Linked DNA regions of Sus scrofa: regions 1, 2 and 3 are each linked to region 4. A link is a contact called in public HiChIP or PLAC-seq data. All regions are on one chromosome and are shown on one strand. The core of a region is the stretch at or near the end of the contact, and the rest is flanking DNA. Distances in the headings are between cores, read along the strand shown. Region 1 holds the start of RNFT1 (RING finger and transmembrane domain-containing protein 1). Region 2 holds the start of BRIP1 (Fanconi anemia group J protein). Region 3 holds the start of RPS6KB1 (ribosomal protein S6 kinase beta-1). Region 4 holds the start of MED13 (mediator of RNA polymerase II transcription subunit 13).

Region 1 (2,784 bases), core at 274-2,773, 160 kb before region 4:
CTGCTACCCTTTGCAAACTATCTTTTAGGGAACATCTGCTATGAAAACTTGAGCTTCCAATGCTTCCAGTGCTCTAATGACAGAAGGAATCAGCAAAATTGTCAGAGTATGTTTGCCCAGCAGACGTTAATGTGAGTCCTGGAACTCATTCATACTTGAATACTTTAGCACATTTACTATGCCTAACTGGAGTACTTTCATCTCTGATGCAGATTCTACATCTCATAAGTGTGAATCTCTTTTTCTTTTTTAATGCTTGGAAAGGCTAGGAGGAAAAAAAAATTAAATCTTAACTCCTTATTAAATATCATCATGGAGAACTAATCATAAACATTTCACTCAGGTGACCTACAAATTTCGTTTTATGCTGAAAGAGCTTTCACAAAGTTAATTAAAAAGTTTCCAATAATTAAAACCAAGAGTATTACCTTTCCCCGCCCCTCAAAGGATGTTACCTAAATACCTTTAAAATAGGGAGGCTTGGAGAGGCACCAGGTAATCGCTAAGTAACTCTTCGGTCTGAATAAGGATAGTTACGGGGTCTGCCCGTTAAAAATGCCACCGTGGAGGGAAGGGGAACGAACACAGGCAGGGAAATAACCCACAGGATGAGTGTGGGTAGCTGTCGGGGATGCCACAATCCAGCTGACGAAACCGTTTCTGGAGGAGGAAGCAGGGGTTAACGTCAGGGGATATTATGTCATTCTATTCATTCGTAGGTTTGAATTTTTTTTTTTCCAGTTACTGAGGGGCGGTTTGGTTTTTAACTGCCTTTCACTAAAGGCTTTTTCACCGATGCTCCAAACGTCACGACTGCTACTATTTATTTCCTCAAACCTCCGAAGACCGACGTTGGACTGAACAGTTTCTGCGCCTTCTTTCATAAATTAAAACAGAGAACCCTCCCACTCTCCTCCAAGCACGAGCAAGAAAGGGGAGAAAAAAGAAAAGTAAACGCAAACGGCTCTTCCGGAATCTCCAGGTCAGAGTTTTCCACCCACGTTCGAGCTTCGAGCGCCTCAGTTATTCTCCCCAGAACCCATTCGCCGGGGTCCCTCGCCTCCTTCATCCGTTTCCCCCAGACCTGACCTCTCATGACGATGGGCGGACCAGGGCCCGGGCAGCGACCGCAGGAACTGTGGCAGACGCCGCCTCGAGGCCTTCAACCGGGGCCATCACCTTGAAACCCCCACCACCTGCAACCTCCACTCAGCTCCGCGGCGGCAGCGGCGGCGGCGGCGCGCGCGCGCGCGCTCGCTCCCTGGACGTCTTCACGCGCGCGTGCCCCGCCCCCGGGCGACGCGCCGAGGGGAGGGCGCCGCCGACCCGAGTGGGGTGCAGGCCGTCAGGGGTGCTGGCTGTGAAGAGCGGTCTGTGCCCCACAACTCCCGGCAGCCGGCTGCGTTAAACCATGAGCTGCATCCAGTCTGTGCGTACGTTTGTGTAACCTGCCCTCCTACACCCCTCCTCACCCCCTCCTCAGAGATCCGGACGTTTCGAGGTTAAAAATGTTTTGGCTTCGAGAACCTGCCCTCGGGGGAGGAGCCTGCCGTTGGGGGCTGGTCTGGTCCCGCCTCCCGTGCGCCAGCCCCTGGGTCCCGCCTGGCTCGCGTCTCCCGGGTTCCGAGCTGGAGGAGCCACGTTGGCGAGGGCTCGACGCGCCTCTGAGCGAGCCGGGCGGGGGCGGGAGCGGTCTGGTTTCCCCCAGCTCAGCTGAGCCAGTTGTGGATGGGCGGTGAAGTTTTAACTGAACTCGGGTTTTCTTTACAATTCTGAAGTTGCACTGTGAGAACAAGACCCTGCCGAAACCTGAGAATAGAAATGGAGAAGTGAGGATAATTTAGGTGGGGGTGGAAGTAGAAGTTAAGAGTTTAAAAACCTTGTTTTCTAGGGAGCTCTGTAGTGTCTTCGCTGTAATTGTTAACCTAAAACTTCTAAAAATAAAAGGTGTATTAAGAAAAAGTTTGGAGAGTTCTCCTTGTGGCTCAGGGGGTTTAAGAACCGGACTAGTTCGTATCCCTGGCCTCTCCCATTGGGTGTGGGTTAAGGTTCCGGGGTTGCACGGACGACGCTCGGTTTGGACCCCTCGCTCAGGAACTTACATGTGCTGCAGGTGTCGCCCTAAAAGGGGAAAAAAAGAAAAAAAACTTTGAACAATGAAACAAAAAAGCTTACCTCTTGATCCTCAGCCCAGATAGATTCTAAATGTTACTTGTTTTCCAAGAATCTGTCCCATCCCTCCCCACCACGAATAGCCTTTCTATTTTGAACCTCGAGTTTTTTTCCCTTTAATATCTGGAATTTGACGTCAAGTAGGTAACTCTTGATGGTCTTCCTACAAGTCTTGAAATTAAACATTCAATGGCTTGGGTGAGGGGTTCAGTCTTTCCTCACTAGAGAGGATGCATTTGCTTACATACACACACGTCATGAGTTGAATATCTAGTGGAAAAAAAGGAATACTTTGTCTTATTACCGGTCGCTGATTTAAAGCCATTCACAGCAACTTTACCCAAGTTAGTTTGCTGGTGTGTGATTCCCTCCCCCCCTTTTTCTGCTGCTCCTGGGGCATATGAAAGGTCCCTGGCCAGGGATGAAATCCCAGCCATAGCTGTGAGCTATGCCACAGATGTGGTAACTTGGGATCCTTAACCCACTGTACCAGGCTGGGGATAGAACTGGTGCCACCACAGAGACAAGCCAGATCATTAACCCACTGCACCATAACAGGAAGTCCTGGTGTGTGATTTTTGAGCCTCCTTAATCATGAAATTTTTTGCACCT
Region 2 (2,700 bases), core at 149-2,648, 160 kb after region 4:
AAGATGAGAGTTCAGAGCCTCATGAACTTAAGAGAGGAAAATCAGAGTAGTTATCCTGGAGAAGTTACATAAAAAGATTTGATGATTTAAAACATTTGTAAAAGCAGAATAATAATTTGAAGGTAGTTTTAAGGATTTATTTTTATAAACTATCCTCCATTGCACTGTCTTAACAGTAAATTACACTTTTTGTACTTTTCCTTCATCTTGGCTTATGAATATGTATTTTCACATAATGAAATTCATAATAACCCAGTTTGGAGTCTGCTTTTTTTCATTTAACGTTATGGAGTTTTGGCAGGTTGTTTGGTTTTACATTTATTTTATCGGTTCCATAATGATTGAATTGATATAATCATCTCCCTGGGAAGTTAGGGTTTTTTTTTTTTTTCAGTATTAGAATAGGCCTTGTTAAAAATAAATAAATAAAAAGAATAGAACTTGTTGTCACTAGAGCTATTATTACTTTTCTTTCTTTTAGATTACTTCTTTAGGGTAAATTTCTGAGCCCGAGATTACTAAATTAAAGGGTAGAATTTATTTTTATGACTGTTTTGTCATTTGGGGAAGATGTAGTAAAACTGAAAGTGAGGCAAGCAAACTCGACTTTTGTTGCTCCCTTCTGCAGCAAACCTCTCTCCCCAAACTGGTTTCTCGGAATCTGAGAAAATGTTTCAGGTCTTGCTTTTTTGGGAGAGTAGCCATTTGAGCCAAGTTTAGGTAGAGGATTGTTTTTTTTTAAATATCAATTTGGCGAGATCATGATTAACCCCCCTACCTTTGAGGAAACCGAAGTGTATTTCTTGGCAAAGAACAAATTGGTCTTAGGAAGGACAGAAGGCTGATAAGCTTTAATGGAATTAAGAGTGATCTGGTGCTGGAGAGCGTTTCCAGTTGAATGTGGTCTCTAAGAAAGCCTTGAATATCAGGAGATTCTGTAGCCAGCTGTCATCCAACTTTTTCGCCTCGTTTGGCTCAGAAGTCTGGCCATTTCCTTTCATTACTCTGGGTACCGGAAAGTTCGGAAATTTGAATCGAGTGGCGCTGAGAAATGCTGAGAGAACTTGGCGTGTTTCCTCTCGCTTGGTCTAGAGACCTTAAAAATGAGACTTCGAATTTCCAAGGAAACTGAGCCACGGCTTAAATCACCGGTTTCCAGAAGTCTAACACAGCAAACTGTATCCCTTTATCTTCTTGGGATCTGCGGGAGTCCTTCACCGCCAAGGAGCTCGCCTTCCCATGCCTCCGTGTAGCTGGGGTTGGTCTTTACGGCGGAGTCCTCCATTGGGTGCCAGCGTGCGCGCCCCCTGACCTCGCGTCGGGATTGGTTGCCTGGTTTCTGGTCTTGGCGAGTGATTGGTTGTCTGACTTCGCCCGGCGATTGGGTGCTGGGAGTCGAGGGGTGGGAGGCGGGAATTCGTCCGCTGGAGTGTTGTACTTGGGAGCTGAGGGGAGAAAAAGTAAGAGGTACGTAATCCCGCGACTGGGAGTAGCATCCTTGGGAGGAAGAGAGGGAGGCTAGGACCTCTCTTTGCCGGAACTTCTCTGTGTTTGCTTGCAAGTTTCGGCTTCCTTTATCCCGAGAATCGGAGCCCAGTCGGCATTGTTTGATTTTCCGCCGGGCGGGCAAGTCTGTCTCTCGCGGGGAGGGCGCAAAGCCTGCCAGAAGGGTGCCTTTTGCTTTTGTCCACCCGCCTTGCAAGCCCATCGGTGTGGAGTGGATCCCCAGGGCCTTGGGGATCGGGGTTTGCTGAGGGAGGAGGGAATATGAGGACGAAAACCTGTGGGGGGTGGGGAGGAAGCCTGCTTTTACCTCCTTGGAGCAGAGGCCTTCTACGAGTCTGGGGCTTTTCGTTACTCTTGGGAGGGGGCTACGGCGGAGCCAGATAAGTTTTGTCCTTTATCCAGTGTGTAGAGGAAGCGACCCCTTTTTGTTGCCAGTTGCCACCACGGGTGGGGGTGGGGGTGGGGATGGATTGCTTTCTAGGTTATATCTGAGTTACTAGGCCAGCCTTGAGTTGTTGGTTAGATTAAGGATTTAGATTCCACAAATATCGTTCTCAGAGCTTCACAGATGGAAGCACAAAATGTTACAACTGGAAACTACCTAAGAATAGTGATTCTTAATTTCTCTGGGGACAAATAACTATGGTTAAGGTTGTGACAGGCTTTATACTATGTGGAATTGAGATTTTAACCCATCTCTTCATCCCCACATGGAATTTAGCATTTCTTCACTATTGCAAATAATTCCTCAGTTGATAACAGTGTATATCATTTCCCTTTTATTTTTAGTTATTTCCTTAGGATATATATCTGGGAATGAGAAATCTATGGACTTTCTCTTAAAAAATACAGTCATATACAGAAACTTATGCATGCAATATCAAAAGATTACACACAGTCTTTGAATTACATCTATGTATCCTAGGTTAAGTTGGTTTAGAAGAGGTGGAGATTAAAGTAGATCACTTCCTCTGTATCAGATACTGGAGTTTAGGCACATTCTATACATTACCCGTATTTAATTTTTGACTCAGTGCCTGGCTAATTTTCATAAAAGCCCTATCAGGTAGATAGTATTATATTATCTCCATTTTACAGATGAAGAAACAGGCTCTGTGAGATTAAGTAATTCACAGTGCAATTCCACTTTAAGGCTTATTTTCTTTGCATTATACCCTATTGACGTTTACGTAA
Region 3 (2,700 bases), core at 195-2,694, 220 kb before region 4:
AAGAACAAATAAAGTATCACATACGTTAATACACAATCAATAAAAATTAATTTTTTTAGGAGTTCCCATTGTGGCTCAGGGGCAATGAACCTGACTAGCATACATGAGGATGCAGGTTTGATCCCTGGCCTTGCTCAGTGAGTTAAGGATCTGACATAGCTGTGAGCTATAGTATAGCTCAGAGATGCAGCTTCGATCCCACATTGCTGAGGCTGTAGCATAGGCTGGCAGCTGCGGCTCAGATTCGACCCCAGGCCTGGGAACTTCCATATGCCTCAGATGTGACCCTAAAAGAAAAAAACATTTTTAAAAATACTATATATGTCTATGGCGCTGTAGATAAAATAGCTATCTTGTCTAAGAAGCCAAACATTTAAGAAAGTTGTTCTTTTTCTTTATATGGTTTTGGGATTTACTGTACCCAAATTCATTTATATAAAGCTCAATAGTTTTCAAATTTTCATTTGTAATCACTATTTTCCTAAGTATGCATTTAAAACAAACAAAAAAAAAAACAAAAGGAATCCCGGTTGAAGGAATTCATAGCATACACTTCACACCACAGGGACATAATGCAGAAGTTAGCTCAACAATAGCACATTTTATTAACATTAATATTCTCTCTTCCAAATAATTATTTTCTCCCTCCAATCGTCTTTCTGTTCTAGGCACCACAGTAACACAGGAAAGACTTTGTATTTAGCTCAGGGAGGACAGCATGGGAGACGAAGCTTGGGGGGAAAAAAAGACGGGATGAAATATTAGAGAAAGTATTCACTATTTTTAACAATGTAAAGAGACAACTTTTGGTTAAGACCTCACACCGAGTCCACGGAGCAATGGAAAGAGCTGTGGTTTGGGAACCAGACTCTGTACTTAAAATTATCAAACAAGCCTGCAAAATAGATGTCATTACTTTCATTTTACAGATAAGGAAACTTAAGGCTCTGAAAGGTTATGTGATTTTCGCAAAGCCACCGAACTAGTAATTAGCAAAGCCAAGATGCTCCCTTTCTATACCACCCCAGCAGCTCCCCAAAAACCCCACTCACTGCCAGCCCCAGAACCAGCCGTTTCTGTCCGGTTCAAATTCGAGGGGCAACCCTCTTATTATGCGCATGCTCTTTCAAAAGAAAAAAAAAAACTACAGAGAACGAATGCGCATGTACCACAAACGTAGAGATTTGTTGCGCTTTTTCCCCCCCGCCCTCCCCGCGGTGGGTGTTTTTTTTTTTTTTTTTTCCTATTCAGTAAGGTTAATTACGCATGTTCAATTTCAATTTATCAATTTCAGACACGGTACGCATGCTCGCTGTCCATCAAACTCTTTAGCTGACAATGCGCATGATCTGGCTTCCAAGAGAGGCTTCGGCTGGGCTTCTGCGCATGTTTCTGCCAGTACCTGGTTCCTGGCAATAGTTCTACGCATGTTCACTGCCCACAGTTCGGCTTCACAGAATCCTGTACGCATGCTCCAGTGCTGAACTTCAGGAGCCAGTCTGGGGCCTAAGCGCAGACGCACTGAGCCTAGGCAGCCGGTGATGGCGGCAGCGGCAGCAGTGGCTGCGGCGGGTCCGGGCCCATGAGGCGACGACGGAGGCGGGACGGCTTTTACCCAGCGCCGGACTTCCGAGACAGGGAAGCTGAGGACATGGCAGGAGTGTTTGACATAGACCTGGATCAGCCAGAGGACGCGGGCTCTGAGGATGAGCTGGAGGAGGGGGTGAGGCCCGGGGTCCCGGGGGGCCCGAGGTGACAGGGCCGGGGCGGTGGCGCGGGCCCTGGAAGCCCCGCGCGTCCGAGAGCGCGGAGACCCAGGGGGGAGCGAGTAGTCCGCGGGAGGAGCCGAGGTGCCGCGCGGCCAGAAGCTGGGGGTGGGGGGGGGACGGGTGGGGCGGACCTGGCCTTAGGTGTGAGGCCGCTGCGGGGCTTGCAGGTGCAGGTCGCGCCCCTAGCCCCAGAACAGCGCAGCTGGGAGCAGCCTGCGGAGGGAACGAGAAAGGGCGCGTGGTCGATTCCTGGAGCTAGTGGACTTAAATGTGGTGGGGCGCGAGTGGTGGAAGCGTGTGTTGGGGGGAGGGGGATTGCGCTGGCTGGGTGTCCCGTAAGTGCAGGTGAAGAGCGGAAGGGTTTCCCTTGAGTGTAAGATTTCAAGTATTAAATCTTCAGACCTCCCACAACCACCTCTTTTCTCGGCCTGTCGCTTCTCTCCTAGGAAGCGCTCAGCTGTTAGAAGTGACAGCTGAAAACTTCTGTCGGGAGTAGCGCTGCCGCTGCTGTTACAGCCACCAGGAGTTTTATTTCGGGAGCAAGGGGGCTCTGCTGCATCTTCCAGGGTTTGTTTGTTTGCTTTTTTTTTTTTTTTTTTAAACAAAAACCTCCTTCCGTGTGACTTTTTTGTTAAGCATTTATAACGACACACGGCATTTGTAACTTACTTTTCTCCCAGTTGAAGATGTCTACATTTTTTCAAAATACTTGATGTAATTTTGGGGTGGAAAAAAACCAGCGTTGACAGCTGTGATTTGGCTTGCCAAAAATAAATTGCTTAAACTGAGACTTGTGAATGGTGGTGTGAGGGCTTTCCTTGCTGTAATTTGGGGTGCTAAATTTAGAATTGTTTTTCCTAATGCATAGCTTGGTTCACCTTTGGTTAGTAGTTTTTCTTTATTCAAGATTCTTTTTTTCAAGGTAAATTTA
Region 4 (2,700 bases), core at 48-2,547:
CACTTACTCCTTACAATAACCATATGAGGTAATGATGACAACAACAATAGATCAGTCTAAACAATGCATATCTGTGCCCAGCACTTGTCTACCTGCTTTCTTTGTATTAATTCAATTACCACAACAACCCTGTGAGGCAGGGGATATGTTTTCCTCATTTTACAGATGAGGAAACTGAGACAGAGAGGTAAGTGATTCTCTCAAGCTTCAAACCCAAGCAGTGGGGCTCTAACTCCCAGGCTGTTAGCCGCATGACTATATTGTTTCATTTACGTTTCGTTCGTAATATCACAACTTTCAAGCGGCTGAGTCCTATCGCAGATCTAACTCCCAGGCCCACGGGTTTGCGCTGCACCCCAGTGGCCTTGTAGAATAAAGGAGAAGATCTAGGAATTTTTGCAACACTTCTAAGGAATTCAAACGGATTTCAACGTAATTCCCAGATTTGTTATGTGAACCCTGTAAATTCCCCGGGAAGAAGTAAGATAGGGCCAGGGCCCTGGGTCATCTCACGGTGGCCGGGGCACCCAGCAGATGGCGCTATCTTAGTAGCCACCAGCTGGCTGCCCAGTCCCCCTGGGCTCACCGCCTCTGCTGAAAGCTTCCCGGCTCTCCTTCGCTCCCTTCTCTCTCCCCCTCCCCACGGAGCCCGGGCGCACGTGACCTCCAGGCGGCCAATGGGCGAGCAGAGAGGGCGAGCTGGTCCCTGTGGCCGCCATTAAAGCGAAGGGAAAACCCGTGAATTCGGATTAAAGGGGGAAAAACACCGCCCGCTGGGCCCACAAAATGGGGGAGACTACGGCGTCCCGGCGGTGAGGCCGCAGGAGAGCGGACGTTAGGCCGGCTTGGCCCAGGGACGACACGAAGACACAGCCAGAGAATGGTCTGAGCCCGCAGACGCCGCCACCACCTCCGCCACTGAGGAGACTCTGGGCTTAAGGACATCGCCGCTGCCGGGTCGGGGGCCTGGGCTTCTCTCCCGGTTCTCGCCCTTCCCGCCCCTCTGCGGGCGCCTCCCCGCCCGGGAGAGCCCTCCAGGGCCTGGGATCTGCCCTCTCGGACTCGATTTTAATTATTTATTGTGTAATTTATTATATTTTCTTGTGGCAGGGGCACACATCCCCTCTGTCCCCGAGAGGGACGGGCGTCCGCGGGCTCCGCGGCGGCCGCAGTCCGGCCCGCGGGGCGAGCGCGGCGCGGCCCTCCCGCCTCCGGCTCTCGGCCCCGGGCGGCTGGGTGCCGGCCGGGCGGCGGGGACTGCTCGCGGCGGCGGGGGGGTGGGTGGGGAGGGCGGGCGGCCCGGCGGCCTCCTCTTCCACCGCCCCCCAACCACCACCCCCCCGCCCTCCCCGGTGTCTGTGTTTCTCTCTCTGGTCGGAGGCGGCGGTAATGGCGGATGGTGGGTTGTGGCGCCGGCGACGGCTGCTGTGAGGGACGATGAGTTCCTCCTTCGTGCCGAACGGGGCCAGCCTGGAAGATTGTCACTGTAACCTCTTCTGCCTGGTGAGTGCGGGGCGGGGGCCACGGCGAGCGGGCGTTGGGGGAGGGGCCGCGAGGTGCGCCCTTGGGCCGTGGGGGAGGGGGTCCGGGTCGGTTCCAGATGCCGGAGTCCCCGGGCTAGGCCCAGCCGGAGCCGGAGCCGGCGCGGCGGCCAGCTCGGCACCAGCCCGGCGGCCGCGGTCCTCTCCGGCGGTCCCGGGCGCTGTGTTTCGAGTGTCGGCCCTTTTTCTCGTTTCTGACTCTTTTTCCCCCTCCTCTGGTAGTCTGGTCTTTAACTTGGGCTCCTTATCCGGCAGGACACTAGCCTTTCCCTCTGTTTCTTGCTTAACTGTTGCTCTCCTCCTCATGGACCGTGTATCCCTTCTTCACACTTACCCATTATTGCCCGTTCTCCTTCTGTCTCACTCTGCTCATCTGGTTTCCCCCCAAAAAGCGGACCCCGGAACTTAAGCACTCTTTTCGTTGTCCATTTTTTATTGTGAGTCAAACTATATAGGGGGGTTGGTTTCTTCCTTGCGCGACTTCAGGCTCTGTGTAAAAAGGAGTAGATGCCATTTCATATGTTTTTTCTTCAAACTTTGAAAACAACTTGCCATTTTGACAATTTTTAGCCATTTTGCTTTTATTAGAACATTATGTTTGTGAGAGTGGAGCGAACCAGAGGAGGAGGTGCTGTGGTTTTGCACTAAATATTTTTGTATTTGTCTAATTTGCCTTCGTTTTTAGCATATTTTGAGGGGGCTGTTCCTTTTTTTATTGGAAAGTCAGGGAAAGCTAGATTTAGGGATGATAATTGTGTACGTTGGCCCAGATCTGGGAACATCCAATAAAGACTTTCAAAAGTACCAACTGTTGCAAATATTTAGTTTTCAATTGGATAGTAACTTAGCTTCATCAGTGATTTAAAGTTTAGGTGACTTTCTTTTTTCATTTTCCCTATCCTATGAGAAATATTAAGAGAGTGTGTGATAGGTAAGTGAATTGAGTGGGCGGAGCACAACTAGTTGGCCAGTGTAAACTGCCAGTCATGTATCAGCAGTTTCATTTTTGGCACCTTGCGCTTTGCACCTTTAAGTTAGATTCAGAATTACAAGTTCGCTCTAATGAATTTCTTTTCACGATGCTAAACTGAGATCTTTAATTTTTATCTAAAAAATAAAATGTTTTCTTGTACAGTGTCCATTAATTTGCATCTCTTGA

What was found. HiChIP or PLAC-seq counts read pairs in DNA pulled down with a chosen protein or histone mark.
Region 1: a contact with region 4 is called in an H3K27ac HiChIP or PLAC-seq map of alveolar macrophages. The contact joins the promoter of RNFT1 here to the promoter of MED13 in region 4. A contact is called at or near these places in 1 of 5 promoter capture datasets (fetal skeletal muscle), 2 of 47 Hi-C or Micro-C datasets (heart right ventricle and skeletal muscle) and 2 of 2 datasets of contacts at active chromatin or transcription factors (alveolar macrophages and skeletal muscle).
Region 2: a contact with region 4 is called in an H3K27ac HiChIP or PLAC-seq map of alveolar macrophages. The contact joins the promoter of BRIP1 here to the promoter of MED13 in region 4. A contact is called at or near these places in 11 of 47 Hi-C or Micro-C datasets (alveolar macrophages, embryonic fibroblasts, fetal skeletal muscle and 5 more) and 2 of 2 datasets of contacts at active chromatin or transcription factors (alveolar macrophages and skeletal muscle).
Region 3: a contact with region 4 is called in an H3K27ac HiChIP or PLAC-seq map of alveolar macrophages. The contact joins the promoter of RPS6KB1 here to the promoter of MED13 in region 4. A contact is called at or near these places in 2 of 47 Hi-C or Micro-C datasets (embryonic fibroblasts and skeletal muscle) and 1 of 2 datasets of contacts at active chromatin or transcription factors (alveolar macrophages).

Annotation. Positions count from the first base shown.
Region 1 is chr12:36,173,612-36,176,395 of Sscrofa11.1, forward strand. It overlaps RNFT1 (RING finger and transmembrane domain-containing protein 1), which reads right to left and starts at 1,524. Exons shown (of 9, transcript XM_021067295.1): 1 at 1,090-1,524. It overlaps LOC102157680 (a long non-coding RNA gene), which reads left to right and starts at 1,306. Exons shown (of 5, transcript XR_001299904.2): 1 at 1,306-1,429.
Region 2 is chr12:36,496,740-36,499,439 of Sscrofa11.1, forward strand. BRIP1 (Fanconi anemia group J protein) reads left to right here and starts at 1,399. Exons shown (of 21, transcript XM_021067301.1): 1 at 1,399-1,467.
Region 3 is chr12:36,110,140-36,112,839 of Sscrofa11.1, forward strand. It overlaps RPS6KB1 (ribosomal protein S6 kinase beta-1), which reads left to right and starts at 1,445. Exons shown (of 15, transcript XM_003131671.5): 1 at 1,445-1,723. The coding sequence starts at 1,583. TUBD1 (tubulin delta chain) reads right to left here and starts at 1,167. Exons shown (of 6, transcript XM_013981124.2): 1 at 1,053-1,167.
Region 4 is chr12:36,332,444-36,335,143 of Sscrofa11.1, forward strand. MED13 (mediator of RNA polymerase II transcription subunit 13) reads left to right here and starts at 1,298. Exons shown (of 31, transcript XR_002337203.1): 1 at 1,298-1,503.